4 separate regions of the Sus scrofa genome follow, and regions 2, 3 and 4 are each linked to region 1. A link is a contact called in public Hi-C data. All regions are on one chromosome and are shown on one strand. Each heading gives the region's core, a stretch centred on a gene start, on an enhancer-like site or on the middle of the called end of the contact. The rest is flanking DNA. Distances are from core to core; before and after follow the strand shown. Region 1 overlaps LOC102159961 (a long non-coding RNA gene). Region 2 overlaps LOC102159645 (a long non-coding RNA gene). Region 3 overlaps LOC102159645 (a long non-coding RNA gene). Region 4 overlaps LOC102159645 (a long non-coding RNA gene).

Region 1 (2,601 bases), core at 75-2,574:
TATACATTATTCTTAAGCATTTGAAAGAAGTTTTCATGCTTAGTTGGACTCTGGGGAGAGTAACACGATAGGCAAAAATAGCATTTAGATTTAGAACGATCCCTTCTTTCCATATAATAAAATATTTCTAATAAAAACCTACTTTCGCCAATCCTCATGAACTCAACCTATGTCATAAGTGAGACTTTTGATTCTAAGAAGCACATGGAAAGCCATTTCGGTGACATCTTCCTTCCGCAAGACATTTAACATGTTTCTTCTGACAAACTATGAACCATCCTGCTTTAAATAAAGACGATTCCTCCAGGAGGGAGAATGAATCCAGGGCAATAACATTCTGCCTGACCCTCATTAGCATGTCAGGGTCGCATCCAGTAAGAGTACATAAAGACTTCAGCCAAACTGATCCCAGTGTCTCTAAAAGATTTACCTAAGTGAGCCCATACACATTCATTTCCACACTGACTCCAGAGACCAAAGGATAACCTTCCCAAGGAGGAGAAGTGGCAACTGTGAGCAATGTCATTTGCAGAATTCCCTGCAAAGGCTTTTAGAAAGTTTCACCTAACAAATCCAGGATAATTTGGAGAATCTTAGACTTGGCAAGAAACTCCTTGGCCACCTGAACGAACCCCCAACCCCAAACCCACTGGTCAGTGACCACCCAGAGCTAATACGGGGTTTCTTTATACAAACCTGGTTCTGGGGATGTTACTTCTAAGAGGTGCCCACAGGACCATTGGATATAAATACAATAAATAAGTGACCCATTCAAAATGTCTTCAATTTCTCTAATCCTCATTCTCTTATGACTTGTGGATACCCATATTATATTAATGTATTCCTTTTTTTTTTTTTTTTTTTTAGGGCCACATCTGTGGCACATGGATGTTCCCAGGCTAGGGGTTGAATCAGAGCTGCAGATGCCAGCCAGAGCCACGTGCCTACACATGCCTACACCACAGCTCATGGCAACGCCACATCATTAACTTACTGAGCAAGGCCAGGAATTGAACCCACATCCCCATGGATACTAGTCAGGTTCATTACCACTAAGCCACAGTGGAAACTTCCCATATTAATGTATTCTTTAACATGCACACAACCAGCCAGTGCCATGACAAGCAGCTTAGCCCCTGAATGGCCCCAGTATACCCTCTTCTCCTCTCTCTCTCCACTAGGCCCCCTCCACAGGCACAGCACCAGCTCACCCTCCAAACGCAAATCCAACGTGGGCTGAGGGCACTAGCCACAGAGGTGACCTCCTTTCCACACCCTTTCCACATGACAAGTCAGGACAGGGCAGGGTGGAAGTCTAAAACCAGACCAGCTGGACCTGACCTCAGCCCTGCCCCTGCCCTTCAGTCCCATCACCCCACCTGGCAGCATCACCTTGCCAGTGGGTGTTGCAAGTGGACATTTGTTTACTTTAGATTCAAGTGGATGGCTGCCTGGCTGCCAGGAGCTGGAGGAAGGGGGACCCCCTAGAGGTTATAACCAGCCTGCAGCAAAGCCCAAGAACCTAGAAGGGGCTACAGTGTGCAACTTTGGCCTCCCAGCTTTCCCATACGATGTGTGACGCCATCGAGATGCTTCCATCAAAATTAGGTGAGCCTGAGCTCGGCTGTTCCAGCGGGGAAATGGCCATGTACTCTGATTCCATCTGATAGGTGAGCCAGGAAAATGTCACTAAAAGCATTCTGTGGAATTTATGTTAAGATTCCCCGCCAGCACAATCTATTAAACTGAAACAAGGAGTTCCCGTCGTGGCTCAGCAGTTAACAAACCTGACTAGCATCCCTGAGGACGTGGGTTTGATCCCTGGCCTCGATCAGTGGGTTAAGGATCTGGCATCAGCCTGAGCTGTGGTGTAGGTGGCAGACACGGCTCAGATCCCGCGTTCCAGTGGCTCTAGCGTAGGCCAGCAGCTGCAGCTCTGAATGGACCCCTGGCCTGGGAACCTCCATATGCTGCATATGCAGCCCTAAAAGACAAAAAAAAAATTAAAAAATAAACTGAAACAACGTTGTGTCTTGATCTTCAGTAAGTCCTATCTTTCTGTGGTCTCAGGATGCCCCATGATAGGAGGATAAGGCTTAGTAACATTGGCTTCAGGTGACTTAGTCATCACCTGGAGACGGGGGAACAGTCACTAGGTTATCTCTGCCTTCATGCCCCAAAGCAGCCATCTCTTGGCTGGGCTTAACTCCAACAACCAGAACAGTGGTTTTCTTTTCTTTTCTTTTCAGGATGAGCAGCTTCCCACACTGGAAATGGGGAGAGGGGCCTGGAGGGTAGGCGGTACCAGTGATGCAGCTGAGAACTCTGCAGCACCAAGCACCCTCCTGGATTTCACCGCAAAAGAAGCAACTGTGGGAACACAGCCTTCCACAGAATAACCTGCGTAGGACCTAAGGTTGCAAGGAGCCGGAGAGCCCCGCTGGAACTCTCCCCAGCAGCAGGAGAGGCAGCAGCAGCAGCAGCTACACGGGTGACTAGCAGTTCTCTCCTGCCCCCCAGTGCCCTTGGCTGCCCACAGTCCACACTGCGCCCCAGACTCCAGATCTTCCCTCCCAGTCAGCTTCTTCTGTGTCTCACTCC
Region 2 (2,601 bases), core at 66-2,565, 350 kb before region 1:
GTGGCAGAAAGTTTAGGAGACTCAGAGTTCCCATGGTGGGTCAGTGGTTAACGAACCTGATTAGTATCCATGAGGACACAGATTTGATCCCTGGCCCCACTTAGTGGGTTAAAGATCTGGTGTTGCCGGTGAACCACAGTGTAGGTCACAGATGGGGCTCAGATGTGGCATTGCTGTGGCTGTGGCTTAGGACAGCATCTGCAGCTCCAATTCGATCCCTAGCCTGGGAACTTCTCTATGCCACAAGTGAGGAAAAAAAAAAAAAGAAAAAAATGAGGGAAAAAGTTTAGGAGACTCTACTAGTAACTCTAAAGCATGAAACTTTAGCATGGACCCCAAAAAGAAAAGTCTACATATCCTGTCTGGGTAGCATGCAAGTAAGGAAGATTTCTGAGACGGATGTGAAACAACCAGTGGTCAGCAATTGCATTTTTCTTCTGAATCCAACAACTGATTTCCCAAGTGGATGGAATTACCAACAAGAACAATCTTAGAGTTGTAAGGAAACTGAGGGCTCTTCATTATACATACCAAGAAACTCAGAGTCAAACTAGAGCTTGTTTCTGGGGTCCAGGTAAGGAAAAAGTTCTGCAAACTCACAAACCACAGAACTGTGTTCAGCTCTTGCTTTTTACTGCTTACTTTCCCTCGGAAAGAAAGGCAACTCATCACCCCTCATCTCTGCCCCCCATAATTACCTTCATTAGGGACTGCCTTTCATTACAGAAATTATGGAACACGTTAGCAAGGAGTGTGTGGGTTTCTCTCTAGACAGTTTGAAGAAGGAGCTCGCTATTAAGGGACTTTGTTTTGTTTGGTTTTTCACTTTTTAAAATTCAGAGGAGAATCTCTGAAGTGCAGTCCTTACTGGAGGCGAAGACAGAGAGCGGCTGAAATTCCTTTCAGGTCCCATGATTCCTCTATTCAATACTCTCTAAGAGAAACAAAGTACTGAGAAGCCTCCTGGCAAGTCAGCATCAGAATGAGAATTCCATCTAAGATAAGGGCAGAACTAACCTTTGATTTAATCTTAAACCATGTGCCCAGTTTCTTCGGGTCAGTTGGAGTCCAATATAGACATAGGTTAAACAAATTAGAGCACACATTGACAATGGGAGCGGGTTTTCAGAGATATCTGAAGACTGTGTCTACCTTGTCAGCTCAAGGCTTGCGGCAAGTAAATAAACTCTGATTAACCCTAGATTAATCCAAAGACAAAAGAACCTTCAGCCAAGAGACTAAGATAGGGCTGAGGGAGAGAGGGAGGGGGAGGAAAAATATGCTATGTCCTAACCACTAGGAAAGAACAGGCTGTCCAAGCCAACTCTGTTCTGATCTATAATGAGATCAATTGCATCTGGAGCTCTCGGGGCACTGGCAGCGGACACAGGGATGGCAGTGCAGCACTGAGAAAGGATTACCTCATTGAAGAGAGCAGCCAAGGCTACCAGCCTCCCTTTCTGACCCTCCCTCCTTCTCTTCAGTCACCAGTGGATCATCAGGTGCCCAGAGAAGCCCAGCTAGCCTACAAAGTAAATACATCAATGTATGGAACCTACAGTCTCCTTTCCAATCAGCCAGCTGCATGTCTTCCTGTCCAATCTATCTTAAACTTTAAATCAGTAGAAGTTAGCCAGCAGCTTTCCAGTAGTTGGTTTTCTTTCTTTCCCCAAATCTTTCTGTTGGAGCTACCTCTGTAGATCATATCTAGAAGGGGGAGCTTTTGACCATCTCTCTTATCCCCTTTAAACACCAAATATACCCACAGATACGTGGGAATATGTCTCTTCATTCAATTCCATGGTCACAGAAGATGCAAGTTACTATAGCAACTGGGCTCCTTCCTAAAGCAAAAGCTACAGGGTTTTTTCTTCACTTTTTCCTGTCTTTTACTTATTTCCTCCTCAGTCAGCACAGGGAAGGCAAAGTGGATAACGTCTCTAGGAGTCACTTCAATTAGTGATCAGACAAGACTAGAACTGGTGTGGAATGGGAGCGGAGCAAGAGTACAGATAAGGCTTGAGTCAGATGGGGACTGGGAAGACAGAACTTCCCCATGAGCAGGGGAAAAAAACGTGGGATGAGAAAAGCTTACACTGGCTCATTCTTTTTTCTAATGGCATAGAAGTCCTCTTGGACTTCAGATAACTCTTACAAAATATTTTGATGGATTGAGTGCAAAAAGTGAATCAAACATATGGATATAATTTGAGGTTTTTATTATTATTATTAAATTAAATAAAATGTTTGGCAGAGTAGATTTGGTTTTGGCCAAACCCAGGACATTTGAAAAATTGTTCTGAGATATTCAGTGAACTGAACACAAAGCCAGGTTTACCCATCCCTCAAATTTGGAAAAATAAAATTTGGCTCATCCAGGTTTGATTCAGTGTCAAATGTATTTGTGGGGAAATAAGTTCCTGAAACACCGAAATTGCCTACATGCCTTGGGAGTTCAGTGGAAATGCCTAATAGTTATTGAATAACTCAGCCTGCCCCAGCACCATAAAAGGCAGCAATCCATTGACCTGAGGGAAAGGTGAGCTGCTCACCTCCTCCCTCACCAAGATAGTAAGAACTGAACCAAAGCCAATGTGCTGT
Region 3 (2,601 bases), core at 58-2,557, 330 kb before region 1:
CTCACCACCTAATCTGGTGTCACTGATTAGTGTGGTATGACATTTGTTAAGCAACTATTATCTTCCTATCATAGGTGGTTGGGGTAGGAAGACAAATAGGCCATGGTTTCTGCCTGAAGGGACTTATATTTTAATGGATGAAACCACTGCCCACAATTTCAACAAATGGAAAATAAACTAAGTTAAAAGTATGCACAGGGGGATATGTAAGACAGAGAGAACCATCTGACCCAGCAGGAGTTTCAAAGGAGGCTTCCTTGAAGATACAGTTTCTGGAGTGTTAAAAGATGAATGAGAATGTTACAGGAAAGATAAGGAATTGATTTTAAAATTAAATATGACACTGTACACAGAGGGGTAGATGGGTTTAAGGCAGGGTACTGTTAGAGGCATAGAGAAGAATAAAGAGATGATTATCGTAGTCCAGGTGAGAGATGAAGAGGGTAGGAATTTGGTCACTGCAAAGAAATCAGCAGGTTTGAGAAATGTTTAAAGGGTAAAATCTACATGCCTTATTGGTTAACTGAATATGAAGGTGATAGAGAGTAGACCTGTGGGCGAGCTCAGAGGGAAGGAGGAGTGTGGAAGAATTGGTGGCCATGTTTTAAAACCACTACAATCAGCAGCACATGGGAAGTTATGAGAAATACAGATTCTTAGGGTCCACCCTAGATCCACTATCCCAGACTCCCTGGGAGTGGGCCCCCAGAACTTATGTTTTAACAAGCCCTACAGGTGACTCTGACACCTGCTAAGAGGACCCACTCCAAGGACAAGAAACCTTCACCTTGTATCCAGGAAGAAATATTTCCTCACCTTAGTTTCTTTCTAATAACTCTTTGAACTATTTATCCTCCTGTCCTTGCTGAGTATCTCAAAACCAATCAGGTGAAGGGTGGGAGAAACTGGGTGGTAGGGTTTTATATATATGTGTGTGTGAGTATGTGCTGGTAAAAGAGTTGGGGGAAATGCTCAAGTACAAAGGATCTCTATGTATCAAAAGAATTTCTGAAATCTGGCATCCATTGTCTATATAATCAAATTTAATATAAGCCCAAGCTCTGGAAAATCATTTCCTAGTAAGATCACCAATTGAAAGAAAATGTAAGCATATCAAAGAAAAGGCTTCCAGTTTAGGGAGCAAGATTTGGAAAGCACAATTTTTTTTTTTTTTTGGATCATTCAATATGTTACTCATGCCCACTAAAAGAGAGAATGCATTAAAATAACTGGTCAATATCCCAGTCGATATTTTAGTGGAACCCCCATGGTGGAATCAATAATGGTGGCCCTAATGCAATGACCTTTGGAGCTCAGAACTCTGCTGTCTCACTGGTTATTTCCAAGTGACTTAATAAAAAATGTTCAGGTGCAAAACCAAATGGTTCGATTCCTGGAAAATCATTAGTAGTTAAGTAATTAAACAATCACTCACTTATTAACTTTTCCAGGTACTTGGGTCACGCTTGACAACACCAAGATTGCCTAGTAATTACATAAATCATTCCTTAGTAGTTACCCCAAAAATATATTTTCATGAGGAAAAGATAACTTTCAAACTATGAGGAGTGGAAATAGGGTGCTAAATTCTCCCAAGGACAACGGCTGATTCAGAACATATGTCTGGAGCAAATAGCATGGAGTGATGCAAACAGCAGTGTATTATTTGAAATTTCAATAAGTGTGAGCATTTCATAATCATAAATAAAATGATTTTCTTTTTAAAATAATATTTAAAAAGAAAGAAAAGATCTTCATGGAGAAAAAGTACCGGTGTCAAAGTCAGATTCAGTTCCCGATTTTGCAACTTACTAGCTGTGTGACCTTGGGCATGCTACTTAGCTGCACTACGTTTCTATGTTCTTATCTTTAAAATAGAAGTGCTTAGCTCAGATATATGCTGTCATATCTAAAGAACTAATACATGTAAATCACTTAGCACAATACTTGTCCAGATGAGTACTCAATAATACTAGCTTTTTGTTGCTATTTCTAGCTTTGGACTCAGCTCAAATCAGAGTTCAAAGTCCAGCTCTTCTACTTATTAGCTATATGTTTCAGGGCCAATAATTTCACCTCTATAAGACTAGCTTGTTGGTTATCTTTCAAAAGATATAAAACAAGGACAAGAATTATCTATCATATAAGATGCTGGAGGACACAGAGTAGGCATGCAACAAATGATGACTCTTTTACATTAGCTCTTCAGAATGGATTTTATCTTCTCTATCATTTTTTCTCAGACATCGTGACCCCCCCCCGCCGCCATTACTTAGACTCAGTTCAATTCTCAGTCTACACTGGGACTAGCCGAGGACCCCTCTCGTTTTTTTGTTTTTTAAAGATGGTTATTCATTTTATGTGTTTGTGGAAAGATATCTTACATTGCTTGCCCTCAAACTTGCCAGGAACCACAGCATGGGAATTCCAAAATCCATTGGGGAAAAAGACAAGAGTCATGCCTTTAATTGAGAGAACCAAAATGATCTCAGACACATTTTCTAGATGTTTGCCCATTTTTAACACATCCCCTTGTCTTATTAGAGTGAATTATTAGCCATCTGGCATCCATCCAAGCCTCAAATTCAGTCAGGCACAAGC
Region 4 (2,601 bases), core at 67-2,566, 270 kb before region 1:
TTTGCATACCTCAATAACAAAAAGAAGAAAAATATTAAGAATTATAAGAACTCTGGGAAATAAAATCTGAAAGATAATGAGCCAGAGGACATGAGTGATAAAAGAAGCTGAAAGAGCCAGATTGGCTGAACCATCCTATTTCTAGCTCAGTCCCATAGAAAATCAGGCATATTGTGTGGGACAAACAAATTCCAATTAGTGAAACGATCTCAATGTTGACCTAATTATCTAATATCCAGCTCTCATTTTTATGGGATGAAGCCAAGCAAGTAAAGTAAATTCTTGGAGACAAAACTGCTCTTTCTAATAAGGAAAATGACTTACTCTTTCTCCATGAAGCCACAGATGATTAAAAAACAAAAGCCCAGTATATGCTTTTGTTGTTCAGTTTGAACCTTACATTCTTCTACAAGGATAACAGTGGCTTCAAAGAGTCCAGAGAGTGTGTTTCTATGTGGTGGTCCGAAAGGGTTTTCCTTTAGGGAAACTGGTTCAAAATAAGGACAAGAACTCTTAATTCTGCAAGGATACAGCCAGCCCAGTGTAGCAGCCACCAGTAAGATCACTTGCTCCAGAGTAAATTATTAGGTGAAAGAAGAATAAAGGATTAAAGCAAAACACTCACAGCTCGGTGTTAAGCTGAGCTGTTATAATCTAAGTATTCATGAGAAACCGTTTTAGAACTTCGAAGGGGGTGGGGGGAGAAGTAACTAGAGTCAACTGTAATATAGTGAGGGTCTGTCACATGATCTAATTACAGAAATGAAAGCAACCCAGGAATTATGTGGTCTATTCAAGCCTGCCGGGAGAACGAACAAAGAATATAATTATACATCAAGCCTGTTGATTAAACAATTACTATTTAAAGCAGATATAGATTTAAAATTAATTTGCTTCTGCATTCGGAGGATTTGGGGACTGAGATAAACAGTGTTTGAAGTTTAATTATCCATGCGGAAGATGAAGGGGCTCATTTCAATGTGGTTCGCCGTGCAGAGCGTTTCGGATGGCGTGAAAGGAAGGATCGGACTCGGCAGCAAGTCCCCGCGCTGCCTTGACGTGCGATTCAAGAGAGCGAGGAGGCCCGCTCAGCCTAATTGCCACAGACTGTGGTAATATCACAGAAGAGATGGCGCAATTGCAAATTAATATTTAAATGAACACTAGTTTGAAGTTTACCTGGAGGGAGAAACGCACTATCTCCAAAAGAACAGAGGAGGGCCAGCCAGAGTTCCCAACTCCACAGCCATGAGATCTAGGGAGTGGAGACCTTCACGCATGTTTGAGCAAAGAGGACATCCACCTGCCAGCTCCTCTGAATGGAGTGATTCTTATCGGAGGTCACGTGTCCAGTGTCCCAGGGCAGCACTGAGTGGTGGGGGGTGGGGTGCCGCGGTGAAAGGGTGAATTGGAGCTGGAGCGCAAGAAAATAAACAGAGACTCAAAAATTGAGAAGTTAAAGAATGACTGTTGAGATGCATGGAATCCTGTCTGTGTTCAGACATCCAAGTCCACAGGGGCAGAATTTCTGGGTGTCAACCTAACTCACTGGTGACATTGGGGAAGGTATGCTCAGTGCCGAAGGAGCCTGGAACAGAGGGTGCTGGGGCTGTGGTGGTTAGGAGAATGGGCTTGAAAATGGCCAAGCCTGAGTGGAAAGTCCAGCTATGCCCATTTCAATCTTGTGGCCTTCTCAAAGCATTTGTCTCCCCGTGTCCCCCCCCCCCCCCCCCCCGCCATCTCTTTGGTGAAATGGCTCCCATCTTCCTCCTTGGGTGGCTGTAAACGTTAAATAGGTCATGAGGGAAAACCTCAGTGTCCCCTCCCTACTGAAAACTCCCGGGGGCTCCCCACAGTTCTCTGGGTAAAGATGAATCTCTTTTGTTTATTTTCCCAATACTTTATTTTTTTTTCTACTGTACAGCATGGTGACCCGTTACACATACAATGTATACATTCTATTTTCTCACATTATCATGCTCCATCATAAGTGACCAGACGTAGTTCCCAGTGCTACACAGCAGGATTTCATTGCTAATCCATTCCAAAGGCAATAGTCTGCATTATTAATCCCAAGCTCCCAGTCCATCCCACTCCCTCCCCCTCCCCCTTGGATCTCTTTAACCTGGACTGCAAGGCCTGGGAGCGGTGGGATCCTGCCACCTCACCCACCTTCTCTTTCCCCTCCCTACCACTCTCTCTACTCCAACCACCCAGGCCTTTTTTTACGTCCTCTACTCTCTTTTCTGCTTCAAGGTCTAACCATTTACTTTTAACTCCACCTTGGAGCACTTCCCCTTCCCCCTCTTTAACCAGTTGTCATATATTCATTCTGCAGATGTCAGCTCGAGGCATCTTGGATGGAAGGTAGAAGCTCAGGCTCTGAGGACAACTCATCAGATTCAGAAGTTAAACTCTACCACCTATTACGTGTGTGACTTTTGCCCACCTAAGAGTCAGCAAAATGGGCATGCACATCAGCACCTACATCAAACAGCTGTTGTAAGGGGCACCAGGATTAATATGTGTGACAGTCTCAGCACAAAGCCAGGCCTGCAGGGAGCACTGGACAACTGCTCTTATACTCCCCAAAGGTCTCCC

Evidence for each region. A called contact is a pair of places that touch in the nucleus more often than the background predicts.
Region 2: a contact with region 1 is called in a Hi-C map of liver, with 2.0 times the contacts expected there. The contact joins two enhancer-like sites. A contact is called at or near these places in 6 of 47 Hi-C or Micro-C datasets (liver, skeletal muscle and subcutaneous adipose tissue) and 1 of 2 datasets of contacts at active chromatin or transcription factors (skeletal muscle).
Region 3: a contact with region 1 is called in a Hi-C map of liver, with 2.1 times the contacts expected there. The contact joins two enhancer-like sites. A contact is called at or near these places in 2 of 47 Hi-C or Micro-C datasets (embryonic fibroblasts and liver).
Region 4: a Hi-C map of liver shows a contact between it and region 1, with 17 times the contacts expected there. The contact joins two enhancer-like sites. A contact is called at or near these places in 4 of 47 Hi-C or Micro-C datasets (embryonic fibroblasts and liver).

The regions. Positions count from the first base shown.
Region 1 is chr16:47,188,762-47,191,362 of Sscrofa11.1, forward strand. All of the region lies in intron 1 of LOC102159961 (a long non-coding RNA gene), which reads right to left. Among named protein-coding and RNA genes, the nearest start is that of SLC30A5, 95 kb to the right of the region's middle. Within about 2 kb of position 1,325, at least 8 of the 83 cell types and tissues checked have an H3K27ac peak or open chromatin away from gene starts, as enhancers often do. A contact at or near this core is called in liver, where this site is marked.
Region 2 is chr16:46,836,781-46,839,381 of Sscrofa11.1, forward strand. All of the region lies in intron 2 of LOC102159645 (a long non-coding RNA gene), which reads right to left. Among named protein-coding and RNA genes, the nearest start is that of PIK3R1, 400 kb to the left of the region's middle. Within about 2 kb of position 1,316, at least 12 of the 83 cell types and tissues checked have an H3K27ac peak or open chromatin away from gene starts, as enhancers often do. A contact at or near this core is called in liver, where this site is marked.
Region 3 is chr16:46,859,619-46,862,219 of Sscrofa11.1, forward strand. The region is part of intron 2 of LOC102159645 (a long non-coding RNA gene); the gene reads right to left. Among named protein-coding and RNA genes, the nearest start is that of SLC30A5, 420 kb to the right of the region's middle. Within about 2 kb of position 1,308, at least 1 of the 83 cell types and tissues checked has an H3K27ac peak or open chromatin away from gene starts, as enhancers often do. A contact at or near this core is called in liver, where this site is marked.
Region 4 is chr16:46,916,170-46,918,770 of Sscrofa11.1, forward strand. All of the region lies in intron 2 of LOC102159645 (a long non-coding RNA gene), which reads right to left. Among named protein-coding and RNA genes, the nearest start is that of SLC30A5, 370 kb to the right of the region's middle. Within about 2 kb of position 1,317, at least 10 of the 83 cell types and tissues checked have an H3K27ac peak or open chromatin away from gene starts, as enhancers often do. A contact at or near this core is called in liver, where this site is marked.